Linked DNA regions of Mus musculus: region 2 is linked to region 1. The links are chromatin contacts, called in public Hi-C maps. All regions are on one chromosome and are shown on one strand. Each heading gives the region's core, a stretch centred on a gene start, on an enhancer-like site or on the middle of the called end of the contact. The rest is flanking DNA. Distances are from core to core; before and after follow the strand shown.

Region 1 (6,625 bases), core at 1,536-4,035:
GGCAAGGAGCCAGCCTTGAATCCCTGGGAATTATTAGCCACTGATGTCATTCGGGACTCCCTTTCCCTGCCCCGGGAAAGCTCCAAATGAATTAAAGCCCGCTGTGGAGACACTGTTGGAGGACATCTGGCATTCTTTATTACTCTGCTCCCTTGTATTAAATTAAACAAAACCTAATTTCTCCAAGCTGGTTGTACTGCATAATTTCTAAGAAAGACTTCTAGAAGTCTGAGGGTGGGGATGCGGCTCAGACAGGAGAGTGTTTGCCTGGCATGTGTGGAGCCCTGGGTTCAGTCCTCAGCTCAGTGTAAACTGGGCAGAGTGCTCCCTCTTGTATCCTGGGCCCTGGAGGGATAGAAGTGGGGCCCCAGAAGCTTGCAATCACGCTTGGCCGTGTAGCCGCTCTGAGGCTAGGGTGGGCTATGTAAGACCTGGATGTGGGGGAGAGAAGAGCGGGAAGTACGGAAATATCTAGAACAGGTTTGAAACTTATCTGTCAGGTACTCTTAACCACACCATGTTGGTAAGTCCAGAGAGAGTATGTAAACTCTCTCTGGTCAAATGAAGTACGAAATATTTCAGAGACAGGCAGGAAAAGCATAGAGCCTGGGTAAGAACACACCTGCCCCAAGGACAATGGTGACCCCTGGAAGGCCTCCTGCTAGTTTGATTTGATTGATTGTAAAGAATAGAACCAAGCCTCCTGACACAGTATACTTCCCCAAATCCAGTAAAGTCCAATGATTTCAACCACCCACTCTGCTCCATGGTCAGAAGCCATCCTGAAGCGCCTAAGGACTCAGTCTGTGTGATCACAAGGCTGCTCCTATAAAGTCCATATCCAAGAAGGGGGGGGGAGAAAGAGAGAGAGCAAGCGCCTCATTTTCTGCTAGGGCTAAGCACGACAATGTAACAATCATGTCCAGCAGTTACTCTAGCATGGCCTTGCCCACAGAGACTCTGGGTCTCCTGGCTGCTCTAGCATTACCAAAGAAGTAGAAGCTGACAGCTTACCCACCCTCTGTATGACTCGACTGCCCCCTCCCATGATCTTGTGATAGCAGTTATTGCTTCTGAACCCACTATTGTCCATTTATTACACATACATTTATAAAGTGCTCACTACTCATCAAGCACTGGGCTAAAACACTGTCCAAATGTGGCCAGTGCCTGTGGTGAGTGTAGCACCCCCTAGAGTCTCTCTTTATATACTACTGTGTGCGACTCCACTAGCCTCAGCTCTCCCTTTTTAAAATGTTCATTTTAATTGGAATTTCCCCAAAATCACTTAGACACTCCAGAATAAGATATGCCAATGGCCCAAAGGCCAGTAACAACTGAAATATCCCACAGACTTTTGTAAGTACTATAGAAACAACAACGAATCCACCATCTCTGCTCTCACCCAGCATTTCAGGATTTCTCCTCCAGGATTTCTAACATCCTGAATAGCATCACTGTCTGCCCTATGTCCCCTGCTGAGAACAGCCATCACTTAGCTTCCTTGTGGACCAGCTGTGACTTAGGGACTAGCAGTGTCTTTCCGCCTGGAATAGAAAAAAAAAAAAGATTTTTCTAAGGCCAGCTGCAATCTCAAGATCGATATGAAGGAAAAGCCTGAGTGGGACATCGCCACCGACGTGGACTTAAGATGCAATGAAGTCCACCTGGGTTTCAGCAAAACTGAGGCTGGGAAAGAAATGAGGGCAGGGCAACAATTCCGCAGGTGCTGGTGAACAGGTTTTACAACATAGGCTCTACCATTGGTGAAGAGTATAGTGTTAGAAAGCAAATTTGCTTGTGACACACACACACACACACTTTCCTGTGTCCCTGTTTCCAGATTCCTCTGCTCAGAAAGCCCTCCTTTTCCTATAACAATCCATAGACACAATCCTTTCTCAAGCTTAATCCCCAAATGCCCTGTCTTCACCTCCTGGAAGCTTCCCATGAAGCCCCCACTGAATCACCTGCCATCCTCTTCCGCGGAGGCGTGTCTAGCTCGGTTTGTTTACGTGTGTGTTTTGGGTCTCCTCATCACACTGTCTCTTTGAGAGAGCAGGAGCCTGGTGCCAACCTCGAACCAACCCAGTGAAGACGGCCGGCAAGGGAAGGACCACAGCGATGAGCCCCAACCCCTGGAAAGCCAAAACAGAGACTGCCGGGTCCCAGCCAGGGCGCAAGAAGAGCGTCCTGGGTGCGGGGGGTGGGGGTGGGGGTCCCAACGGACAGACGAGAGATTCCGGGGCAGGAGGGAGGCCTACCACGGTCTTGGTCCCAAAAGCTCTCCTCCGGGCGCACATCCCCAAGCCCACCACCTCCGATCCCTTGCCAGCCGAACTGCTCAGATTTACAACCGCCAGGGCGCAGCGGGAGACCCGAGACTCGGGGGAGGAGGCACCAACACGCGCAGCCCAGAGCGCGCGACCGCTACTCGCCCCCCGCGCCCTCCTAGCCGACCAGAAACCCAGTCCGAAGGAAGCCGATGAAGACCCCGAGTCCATGGCCCGCAACCCCTTGGGGACGCCGCCTCCAGAAACCCCTCGCGCGCGCCTCCCTACCTGGCTGGCTTTGTGGAACTGCTTCTTGAGCCCAGCCACCGACATCGCGGCGGCGCCCCGCCCGGGGGTGGTCTCGGGGCTCCGCCGGGCCACGCGGCCCGGACGCTGAGCGGAGCGGGCACCCCGGGCGGTCCCCGCGCGCCCCACGGCCACGGCCACGGCCACGGCGCTGTCACACTGGCACAGGCGCTCGCGCAGATAGCAACACCGTGTTTCGAGGCCCCAACGCAGCCCATTGGTCGAGCCTCGGCAGCATGCAAATGAAGCTTCTAGGACCGCCCACGCTTCATTGTTGCGTGGCGACCAGGAGCTCTTGAGCCAAGAAGAGGACCAGTGGAAGGGCTGGCCGTGGGATGTCCCTGGGATAAGGAGAGCCTCTCAGGACTTCTTTCGGAAGACTTGGGATACAGCTGGCTCTGTGATTGTTCTGGACGCGAGGTCTCTCTGCTCTTCAGGGACTTGGTGGAAAACCTGGTTTTACTCACTGGTAGCAAGATCTCCCCTCCCCAAACCCCATCCCTGAGAGCTTTAGATAGACGTGTGTTGTGAGGAAGGGACGCTGGGATGTGTTCTCAAGGAGAGAAGAAACACTAGAGGAACCGGGAACTGTAGTTAGACGGAGAAACCTGCTTGTGAGAAGTTACTTGTGTTCTTAGCCAGTCTGCCGGAGCGGTTTGGGGCTCCCTGGGAGAGAGTTATGTGAGCTGAGCCTCTTCTTACCAGGCACACCAAGAGCCAGTCTACAACATACCAAAAACAGGACCTTCCGTTCCACTACTTACCAGAGAATTGTTCAGACTGGTCTCCAGGAGAGTCCTTTATACAAGATCCTTTCCACGGGGTCTAGAGGTCCTCACTGAACAGAACCCAGTCACAGAAAAGGAGCTTTGCATTAATTCGTGTGCCACCAACACGTCTACTATTTTCCCTGAATCTGACCTTTCAAAGGCCCCGTGGCTCCTAATGTCTTCAATCCATTTCAGCAATGCTTCACACCGACACGAACACTGTGCAACTTTCAGTCTCTACCTAAAAGAAATGACATTCTGTGGACGCTTCCCGGCGTCACCGGGTCTGGGATCATCAACACTCCTGTCGTCCTGAGCACTTGCAGTTCACACCTGTATCCGGGCTTCTATTTGGCTCTGGCATGTCTCCAGAAGCCTCAGCGCCTGCCTCCCAGGCCTGCCTGACTCCTCAGAGCTTCACCCTAGTGTGACAGGGTGAACACCTACAGCTCTCTATGCCTAGGTTTGCTCACAATGACTAGGAAAGTGTGGTGTCAACAGTGCCCTGCCTCTGATATGGGAGAAGATGTGGCCATCTTAACAAGCATGAGTGGTGGGACAAGGTTACTAAATGTGACTCAACACTCTTTGTCCTAGTTAGCCAAGGGCTTACTGACACCAGACAGAGGTAGGTGGTGTGACAGTGGTGACCACAGCAAAATGCCCAGTCTCCTCTGCTATCCCATCCCCACTAAAGGTTTAGGGGAAGATGGTCTCCCTTGTCCTGGACTAGTCTGTGGCTGGGTAGGAGATGTTCAGCTGCTGACCTCTGTGCCCAATAGAAGTTTAAACGGCACAGCCTCAACCCGTGCCCCCTTGAGGAGTCAGGTTCTTTTTGAAGTTGGTGACTGGCATTCTTCCATGGCTGGTAGATCTATTAGGTTTGTGCAGATTTCATTTGGGTTTGTTCTGATTTGAGGGGTAAATCCCAATTTGAATGGACCTTTCCACCATGGGGAGTGGGGCAAATTCCAGTGGGTGGGAGGCTATGGGATCATGGGGGCCATGATGCAGCTGGTCACACTGCATCTACAGTCAGTGAGCAGGGAGAAGAAACTCTATTACTAACTCATTATCTCCTTCATCCCTTTCTGTTCAGTCTTGGGCCCCAGCCATGAGATAATGGCAGCCATTCAGGGAGGTTTTCCTTCCTGTTAAAGCTCTCTGAAAACTCCCTCATGGGCGCATCCAGAAGTGTGTCTCCTAGGTGACTCCAAATCCTGTCAAGTTGATAAGCAAAGCTAACCATTACAATAGAATAGTTAAGTTTCCTTACATGGAAATCAATTGTGGAAATCTATCTTCTTGGTTTATTCAAATGCAGACTTGTAGATTGTTTATCATTTTTAAACTCAGGGATCCTTCTCTTATAAAAGCATTTACATATTCTACCCACTTTACTCTTTGTTATTTATAACAAGCAGATATTGAGCTAACAAGGACTTGGATTTTGTGCCTTGCCTTTATAAAAAACATGAATGTTCTACTTGTTTTATAGAAACAATTTTTGACCATTCTTTTGGTTTCTTTTTTGGTCCAAATGTTATTTAAAAAAAATTTTTAAACTACTTTTGTCTTGTTAAGAGCTTTTAATTCAATGTATGTTAGACTTTTGCTACTATGATCAAATAGTGTCTTGAAGATTTTTACACTTTACATATGTACAGCAGAGGTTTGAAATAGTGTGATTCAAGCTAGGAGTAGTGGCCTTGCAGTTAGCTTAAACCACATTGGCCATCTCAAGGCTTGCTCTTCACAGCATCATTACCCCTCAGCTACCCAAGGTTGTAGAGCTTCTGTTTAGAGGCCATATTCAAATGCTCTTGACTATTGAACAGGGTAATGGGGACTAAATATGATGAAAGTACATTTTACACATGTATGAAATATTACAATGAAACCTATTATTTCATAAAATTAATAGCCACTAACAAAAATAATGCATCAATTAAGATATATGGAGCATATATAAAAAGTTGGGATATAAATATTGAAAATCAAAAGAACTGCTAATAGGATGAAATAGTTCTTTTATTTAGATAAAAGGGGTAAACACTGATGACATGACAATCAAAAAATGACAGAACACAACAGTTTTGAAGCATGCAAAGCAAAACTCTCAGATATAAGAAGCAACAGACAGGGTCACAGGTGGACAAAGCACTGGAGAGCAGATAGCTTTAGCCTGTAAAGCAAAACTCTCAGATATAAGAAGCAATAGACAGGGTCACAATGTGAGCAAAGCACTGGAGAGCAGATAACTTTTAGGCTTTTCTTGCGCTCGCCGGACTCGATCAGCAAGAACGACGCTGCAACAGGATCCTTCTGCACGCATTTATTGGGAGAGCTTGATTGCAGAGGCTAAAAGACCCCGAGCCCAGAACTGGTGCTGCTTATATAGGCCTAGGAGAGGCATGTCTCACACCCAGATTGGTTATGCACTACGCCTCATTTGCATGTTCCTCATCTGATTGGCTACTCTCTCTCTGTACCTCACAGAGCCTCATTATCATACCTCATTTGCATGTCTCACATCTGATTGGTTATACTCTCAAAGTCTCATTATCATGCCCGGGCCAGGCAGTGTCTTTGCAAAAAACTTTACTGCATATGTACACATTGGTTGTTTGTCCAAACTTATGCGTGGTGGCCAGCAGTAGTCAGTGCCACTCACAATGGCACATGTGGCTTCCCACATCTCCCCCTGTTTGTTTTAATAAAATGAGGCTGGACTAGGCCTGTGCAATTATGCCCATCCGCTGTGGCTCCTGTTTTAGGTCGTTCCTCTAATGTCACAGCCTTACCTGTCATAGGGTAACCCTATCGCCACCCGGCCCCATGTCTTAGGTTGGACTGTGCACGAGGAAAGTTGCCCATCTCTGGATACAATGTTTCCTTAGGCATCTTTCCCATGGTCCATGACTCCCCCCTGGTGCATAGAATGCTGGTTACTTGCATCCACATTTCTGTACATTGTCTGTGCACCAGCTTTGGCATCTGTGGATACTGACAGCTCTTGTGTTTGGTTGTATGGACTCACATCTCTCTGGGGGCAGGGTGATGACCTCAAAGATCCTGGGTAGATGAGATGGAGAGGGAAGAAAGCATCCTAACTAATGTTGTGAAATACTAACCTATTATCTCTTAAGCCAAGTCTTAAACTATCAAGCTAAAGATAGTAAGCAAGTTTGTTCTTTTTTTTTTTTTTTTTTTTTTTTGCTAATTTTATATGATTACTGTACTGGCTAGTTTTGTGTCAACTTGACACAGCTGGGG
Region 2 (6,625 bases), core at 2,651-5,150, 47 kb before region 1:
CTCCTTCCTGCATCCTGCATCCGTCTTAGAAGGACCCACCACACAATCCAGGGTAAGTAGCTCAACAGCCCGCCTGTAAACTCCCACACAAAGAACCCTCAAGGGTTCCAGCCAGCCTGACACGGACATCTTGGATAGTCATTACTGTACTGTTACGTATGGTATAGGCTGCTGTACCCAGGCAGGAGAAGTCTGACTTCTGAAAGCTGTGATTCCAAATGATCCCATGAATTTGCTTAAATATCAAGAAGTCCAAACACATAAACACCCACCAAAAATGCAACTTATTTTCCCAAGTGCACTCTACATGAATTGATCCACGTTATACACTGTACTATTGTCAGTCCATACATGTAGAAGAATACTTTCTTTTACAATCATCTTATTTTTAAGTTGGGCAATAATTCAATTAATCTGCTCTATTTAAAAAGCTTTTTTAGCTTTTTTAAAGACTGGCTTACAGAGATACTGCATGAATGCTGCTGCGGACCCTCCCCCTGCAGCACAGGGACCAATCACAGTGAACAGCTCCTAACCTATACTTGCTATCTATAGCTCAGTCCTCCCTCTCCCTACCTAAGCATCTCTTACTAGATTCCACCTGTGCACCTCACACACACACACACACACACACACACACACACACACACACACACACTTCTAAACATTCCAGTGCGCATTCCCTAATAAGTTCAGGAGTACATTTTCTAGGGAAGACATCCTTTAGAGCTCGAAATTCAAAGGACACAGTCTTTGTTTTTGAGATGGGGGTGGGGTGGGGGTGGGGGCCACTTCTCATCATATTGCAAATAAGTTTCACACATTATCCCAGGCTCCTGGAACTGCTAATTTTGGCTCTGGCCACAGGAGGAAGCAGAGTACAGTGAAGCCTAGGGAAGGGTTTCTGGGCAGGAGGGCAGACTTGGAGAATGATCCTTGGGAGAGTGAACAGCACAGAACAGGAGCCAGAAGCATGGAAGGCCTCGGGCACTCAGATGCAGTGAAGGGCAGAGCTGCTTCGAGTCCTGGTATTCCACGGTCCGTGTCTTCCAGTCATGGTTGGTTTTGCAGAAAACAAGCTTCCTTTTTTAGTGACAAGTAATTAACATCCCACTAGCTTAACATTAAAAATGTTGAATTGGCTCTACCTTGATTAAACAACTTCCCAAAGACCTTTCCGACCCCGCGACTCTGCAGCCCCTCAGCCCCAGCTCCAGTTTCATGCTATGCTGAAGCCAGCACTGCTGGAGACAGGAGGGGAAGACCTTCAGAGAGAGGAGAAATACAGGTTCCCAGGCTGACTACCATGTTAGGCAGTCAATGAAACCTGAAAAGGAACATCTGGATTTGTCCTGAGGCCTGTGATTATGTAAATAAATTTCAAGGGATTCTTTTCAAGTTGTTCTAAAGGTTAAGGAGAAAAGAGATAAGGCCTTTTTAACATGCGAGAGGAAGGGAGAGCATGCCCGCTGCGCATTCTCTTTGTGGCTATGCACTCTGCTGTCTGCAGAACACCACCTCTTACTTGGAGGCTGCTGGTGGGGAAGGGAGGGAAGGAGGTGACAGACAGTCTGGGTAGAGAAGAAAGCATACAGCCTGCACTCAGATTGAGAGGGAATGGAAGAGAGGAGAGCTCAGCACAGCAGCTTCCTGAAACCAGGAGGCTTTGACACAGACAGGCTCTGAGGCTGGGGTGCTGCCAAAAGCAAACTCTCGAAAGCATAAAGGTGTGGAAGAGGGTGGGTGTGTGTGTGTGCAGGTGTGCATGCACATGATCTGTGGATATGAGTGTAGAGACCAGAGGATGACCTCAGGTGTCACATTGCTACCTAACCAACCACAGTCCCCTTGGGACACGGCCCTTCACTAACCTGAATGCAGTCAAGTAGGCTAGGCTGGCTGGCCAGCCAGCCCCAGGGACCCACCTGTCTCCACAGACTCTATTCCAGCAACTGACATGAGGTTTAGGTTTCAGCAGATAGCAACAGGTTTGTACAGCTAAGCATCCCAGCCAAGGTGTGGTTCTGCCCAGCATCCTCACAAGTCTCAGCTCCTCTCTCCTGACAAGTTGTCAGAACTGTGTCAAGTCTTTCTGGAGGGCGCAAGCTCCCCCTGGCTGGCACCAGCTTTGAGGCTTTTCCTTCTCCAGACATAAGATTCCTGGGGTTCACCTTTTCTTTTCATCTTTTCTTCCTTCCTGCCTTCATGCCTTCAGGACAGTTAGAGAGAAGGAAGAGGAGGGGGGGGTGGGCACTGTGATCCTGAAACTGAGAAGTTGGTAGGGGCTCTGAAACCAAGAAAATGATGATAATGTTCATGGGATGTATAGACAGTATACGCCAATGGTAGAGATAACACTTTGTAAGAAAAAATATTTCCTTTTTTTTTTCATTTTCCCAGGAAAATCAAAAGAATTCCTAGACTAGCAAGATGGCTCAGTAGGTAAAGGCAATCCTCCTGACCCAGGTTCAATCCCCAAAAGACTCACAATAGAAGACCAACTCCAATCGTCTGTGGATCTATACACAGGCACACACACACACACACACACACACACACACACACACGCACACACACAAATAAATACAAACACCCTATTGTTTCATTAAAAATAAATATTCATGCTTAAATTATAGCCTAGTACAGCACCTCCTATCAAGCAGTTCAGAGTTGAAGGCACCGACTTCCCCTCTTGCTTGCCATTGTGTTCTTTCTTGCTAAATCCAGTGGGCACCTGAAGATGGTGCCAGGCACCTCTGGAGATGCCCTGCAACGCAAGCAGGTGTCAGGCACTCTGCCACTCCTACCTATGCTTCTTACCCAAAATTAGCTTAGCAAAATGGGCACCTTGTATGGTTAGCCCAAGGTACAGACATTGGGATGCTAGGATCCACAGTAGTCCTTTACTTAATCTACTCTTCTGATTGGCCAGTTTTCTCACTGGAATCCTTGCTGTACTCCTGCTTGGTGCTAGGCATGTTTTAAAAGCCCTTTGAAGAGCTGGCGAAAGCATTAGCTGATGGCTTCTCCCTTCTCCCGTTGGCTGCCAGGAAGCTCAGCATGTGAGGACCAACAATGTAACTCACTAGATCTTTCGATTTGTGCACTTCTACACGTGTTCCTACTCCTAAGTGCCCCCCAAAGCCTCAACGTTCTCCTAAGCTATTTATATTCTCTGATCATGATACATTACAATTTCTTAAAAATTTACACTTAAAGAAAAAGTCTACCAAGTTACTTAAAATCCTGTATGAAATAGATTACAAATATAAATGTAAACATTTTACAGTGCACAGTAAATGTTGCTAGAAAGCAACCCATGGACAGACAACTGGGCTCCTGCAAACACGACATCTCTTAAATAATAATATTGTGGGGCTGGAGAGATGGCTCAGAGGTTAAGAGTATCGGTTGATCTTTCCAGAGGACCTGGGTGCACTTCCCATACCCACATGAAAGCTCACGTCTCTAACTCCAGTCCCAGGCAGCTAATGCCCTCTTCTGGCCTGCATAGGCACCGGGCATGAATGTGGTGCACAGATATGCATGCAGGCAAAACACTCATACACGTAAAATTAATAGTGATAATAATAATAAGTAAAATTTGAAAGCAGGAATCATTTATGCCACCAGATTAGGCATTTGGTTGCAGGCTTGCAGAAGCTGCACTAATTTCCCCTAAAAGATAAAATACCGTGGGCCCCAAACTGCATTCAATATTCATAGAGCTCCCAAACAATCAAAGGGGCTTCTCCATGAACAGCGACACTGCATTCATATATGCATAAAGCAGAGATTCTTTCTGCTCCCCTCCATGCTGGCCACACAGATGAGGTATTCCGAGCCAGGCAGACCACAGAACCAATATGCATTCTACATGACGTCTGATCATGGCCCGTGCACCAGGCAACAAAAAGCACTTTGTGTGACCAAAAAGGCTAGAAAAATCCTGCAGCTCTCCTCTGACACTCTTCTGTTTCCCCAGAATGCCAGGCATTGACAGCAGACGCATACATTAATATATTCATTTTGAATCTAACTCTGTGCACACCCCACGCAGACGCTCAGTGTGGGGGCCGTGGGGAAGGGAGCCACTAAAGGAGACACAAAACTCCACACCAAGGGTATTTGAGCAGAGGTTTTGGGTTAAAGTTTTTCCAAAACAGTGTAACTTAAATTAGGTGTTGTGAAGTTAGTGGGGAAGGGGATCTACAGGAGGTAACTGACACCCCATCCTCCATCGCGGCACCAACAGGTAATGGAAACCCCTGAGTTACCTGAGGCTCCTGAATTATTCTGTTCGTGGGTACTTACAGAATCAGTACGAATGCAGCATCTTTGCTGAACTGCGCCCTCTTGTCCTTTTTGGTTTGGTTTTGATGTTTGAAACAGGGCCTCACTTTGTAGCCTAGGCTGGCCTGGATCTTACTACGTAACCCAAGCTGGCCCAGGCCTTACTATGCATGGTTGTGTCGCTCGGTGTTCCTGTGGGATTCTTAACAGTGGGAGTGGGGGGCTTTCTCTATTGTGCCTGCCTTCGGGACCCTTCCCCTTCTCCTGGGTTACCTTGTCCAGCCTTGACCTGAGAATATGTACCCAGTCGTATTGTCGCTTGTTATGCCTTATTTGGTTGATGTCCCTGGAAGGTGTGGTCTTAGTTCTGAGAGGAGGTGAAGGGGGTGTGGATCCAAAGGAAAGGGGAGGTGGTGGGAAGAGATTGAGGGGACACGAGGGAGGAGAAACTGCAGTCAGGATGTAATATATGAAAGAAGAATAAATAAAAAGGAAAAGAACGATAGCGTCCCTCCACATCAGTCTTCAACACCCGAGGCCCTCTAAGGTGTTCATGGAGGACCTTTGCCCCAAAATACACTGAGTACCCCCCCTCCCTGTATTCACCTTAAAGGCAGGCTGCTCTTGACCCCCCCCCCTTGCCTCCTGACACCAGGACACACCTTGAGAAACTGACCCGTTCCCCAGGCCTGCTCTGCCCTCTCCATTTCTCTAGACAATTGTGGACATTTTAAATACGGGAGCTGAGGCAAAGTAGCAGCCATACACGTACAGGAGCTGAACGGTAAAAGGCAGGCGCAGGGATGTACATCTGTAACCCCAGCTCTGTGGGAAGGGGACCCTGCAGCTCACGGGCTGGCGAGTCCACAGAACAGTCTAGGGGTGAGGTAAGATGTAGAGTAACTAAGGAAGACAGCCAAAGACAACCCCTGGCCTACACACACACACACACACACACACACACACACACACACACACACACACGTTTCCACAGGCACATGTTTCCATACGCATATGAACCTTTCAAGCACACATAGTCTCTCACCTACATTTAAATTACATAAGATTTTCTTTTTTTTTTTTTTTTTTTTTTTCATTTTTTTTTTATTAGGTATTTAGCTCAATTACATTTCCAATGCTATACCAAAAGTCCCCCTTACCCACCCACCCCCACTCCCCTACCCACCCACTCCCCCCCTTTGGCCCTGGCGTTCCCCTGTACCGGGGCACACAAAGTCTGCGTGTCCAATGGGCCTCTCTTTCCAGTGATGGCCGACTAGGCCATCTTTTGATACATATGCAGCTAGAGTCAAGAGCTCAGGGGTACTGGTTAGTTCATAATGTTGTTCCACCTATAGGGTTGAAGATCCCTTTAGCTCCTTGGGTACTTTCTCTAGCTCCTCCATTGGGAGCCCTGTGATCCATCCATTAGCTGACTGTGAGCATCCACTTCTGTGTTTGCTAGGCCCCGGCATAGTCTCACAAGAGACAGCTACATCTGGGTCCTTTCAGTAAAATCTTGCTAGTGTATGCAATGGTGTCAGCATTTGGAAGCTGATTATGGGGTGGATCCCTGGATATGGCAGTCTCTACATGGTCCATCCTTTCATCTCAGCTCCATACTTTGTTTCTGTAACTCCTTCCATGGGTGTTTTGTTCCCACTTCTAAGGAGGGGCATAGTGTCCACACTTCAGTCTTCATTTTTCTTGAGTTTCATGTGTTTAGGAAATTGTATCTTATATCGTGGGTATCCTAGGTTTTGGGCTAGTATCCACTTATCAGTGAGTACATATTGTGTGAGTTCCTTTGTGATTGTGTTACCTCACTCAGGATGATGCTCTCCAGGTCCATCCATTTGGCTAGGAATTTCATAAATTCATTCTTTTTAATAGCTGAGTAGTACTCCATTGTGTAGATGTACCACATTTTCTGTATCCATTCCTCTGTTGAGGGGCATCTGGGTTCTTTCCAGTTTCTGGCTATTATAAATAAGGCTGCTATGAACATAGTGGAGCATGTGTCCTTCTTACCAGTTGGGGCTTCTTCTGGATATATGCCCAGGAGAGGTATTGCTGGATCCTCCGGTAGTACTATGTCCAATTTTCTGAGGAACCGCCAGACTGATTTCCAGAGTGGTTGTACAAGCCTGCAATCCCACCAACAATGGAGGAGTGTTCCTCTTTCTCCACATCCTCGCCAGCATCTGCTGTCACCTGAATTTTTGATCTTAGCCATTCTCACTGGTGTGAGGTGGAATCTCAGGGTTGTTTTGATTTGCATTTCCCTGATGATTAAGGATGTTGAACATTTTTTCAGGTGCTTCTCTGCCAT

What was found. A called contact is a pair of places that touch in the nucleus more often than the background predicts.
Region 2: a contact with region 1 is called in a Hi-C map of cerebral cortex, with 2.3 times the contacts expected there. The contact joins the enhancer-like site here to the promoter of Sh3gl3 in region 1. A contact is called at or near these places in 6 of 484 Hi-C or Micro-C datasets (Sertoli cells, cerebral cortex, embryonic stem cells and 2 more), 4 of 115 datasets of contacts at active chromatin or transcription factors (embryonic stem cells, epiblast stem cells and neural progenitor cells) and 2 of 9 other capture datasets (adipose tissue and liver).

The regions. Positions count from the first base shown.
Region 1 is chr7:82,170,956-82,177,580 of GRCm38.p6, reverse strand. It overlaps Sh3gl3 (SH3-domain GRB2-like 3), which reads right to left and starts at 2,785. Exons shown (of 9, transcript NM_017400.7): 1 at 2,562-2,785. The coding sequence starts at 2,606.
Region 2 is chr7:82,218,981-82,225,605 of GRCm38.p6, reverse strand. The region is part of intron 1 of Sh3gl3 (SH3-domain GRB2-like 3); the gene reads right to left. Among named protein-coding and RNA genes, the nearest start is that of Gm32903, 34 kb to the left of the region's middle. Within about 2 kb of position 3,900, at least 17 of the 459 cell types and tissues checked have an H3K27ac peak or open chromatin away from gene starts, as enhancers often do. A contact at or near this core is called in cerebral cortex, where this site is marked.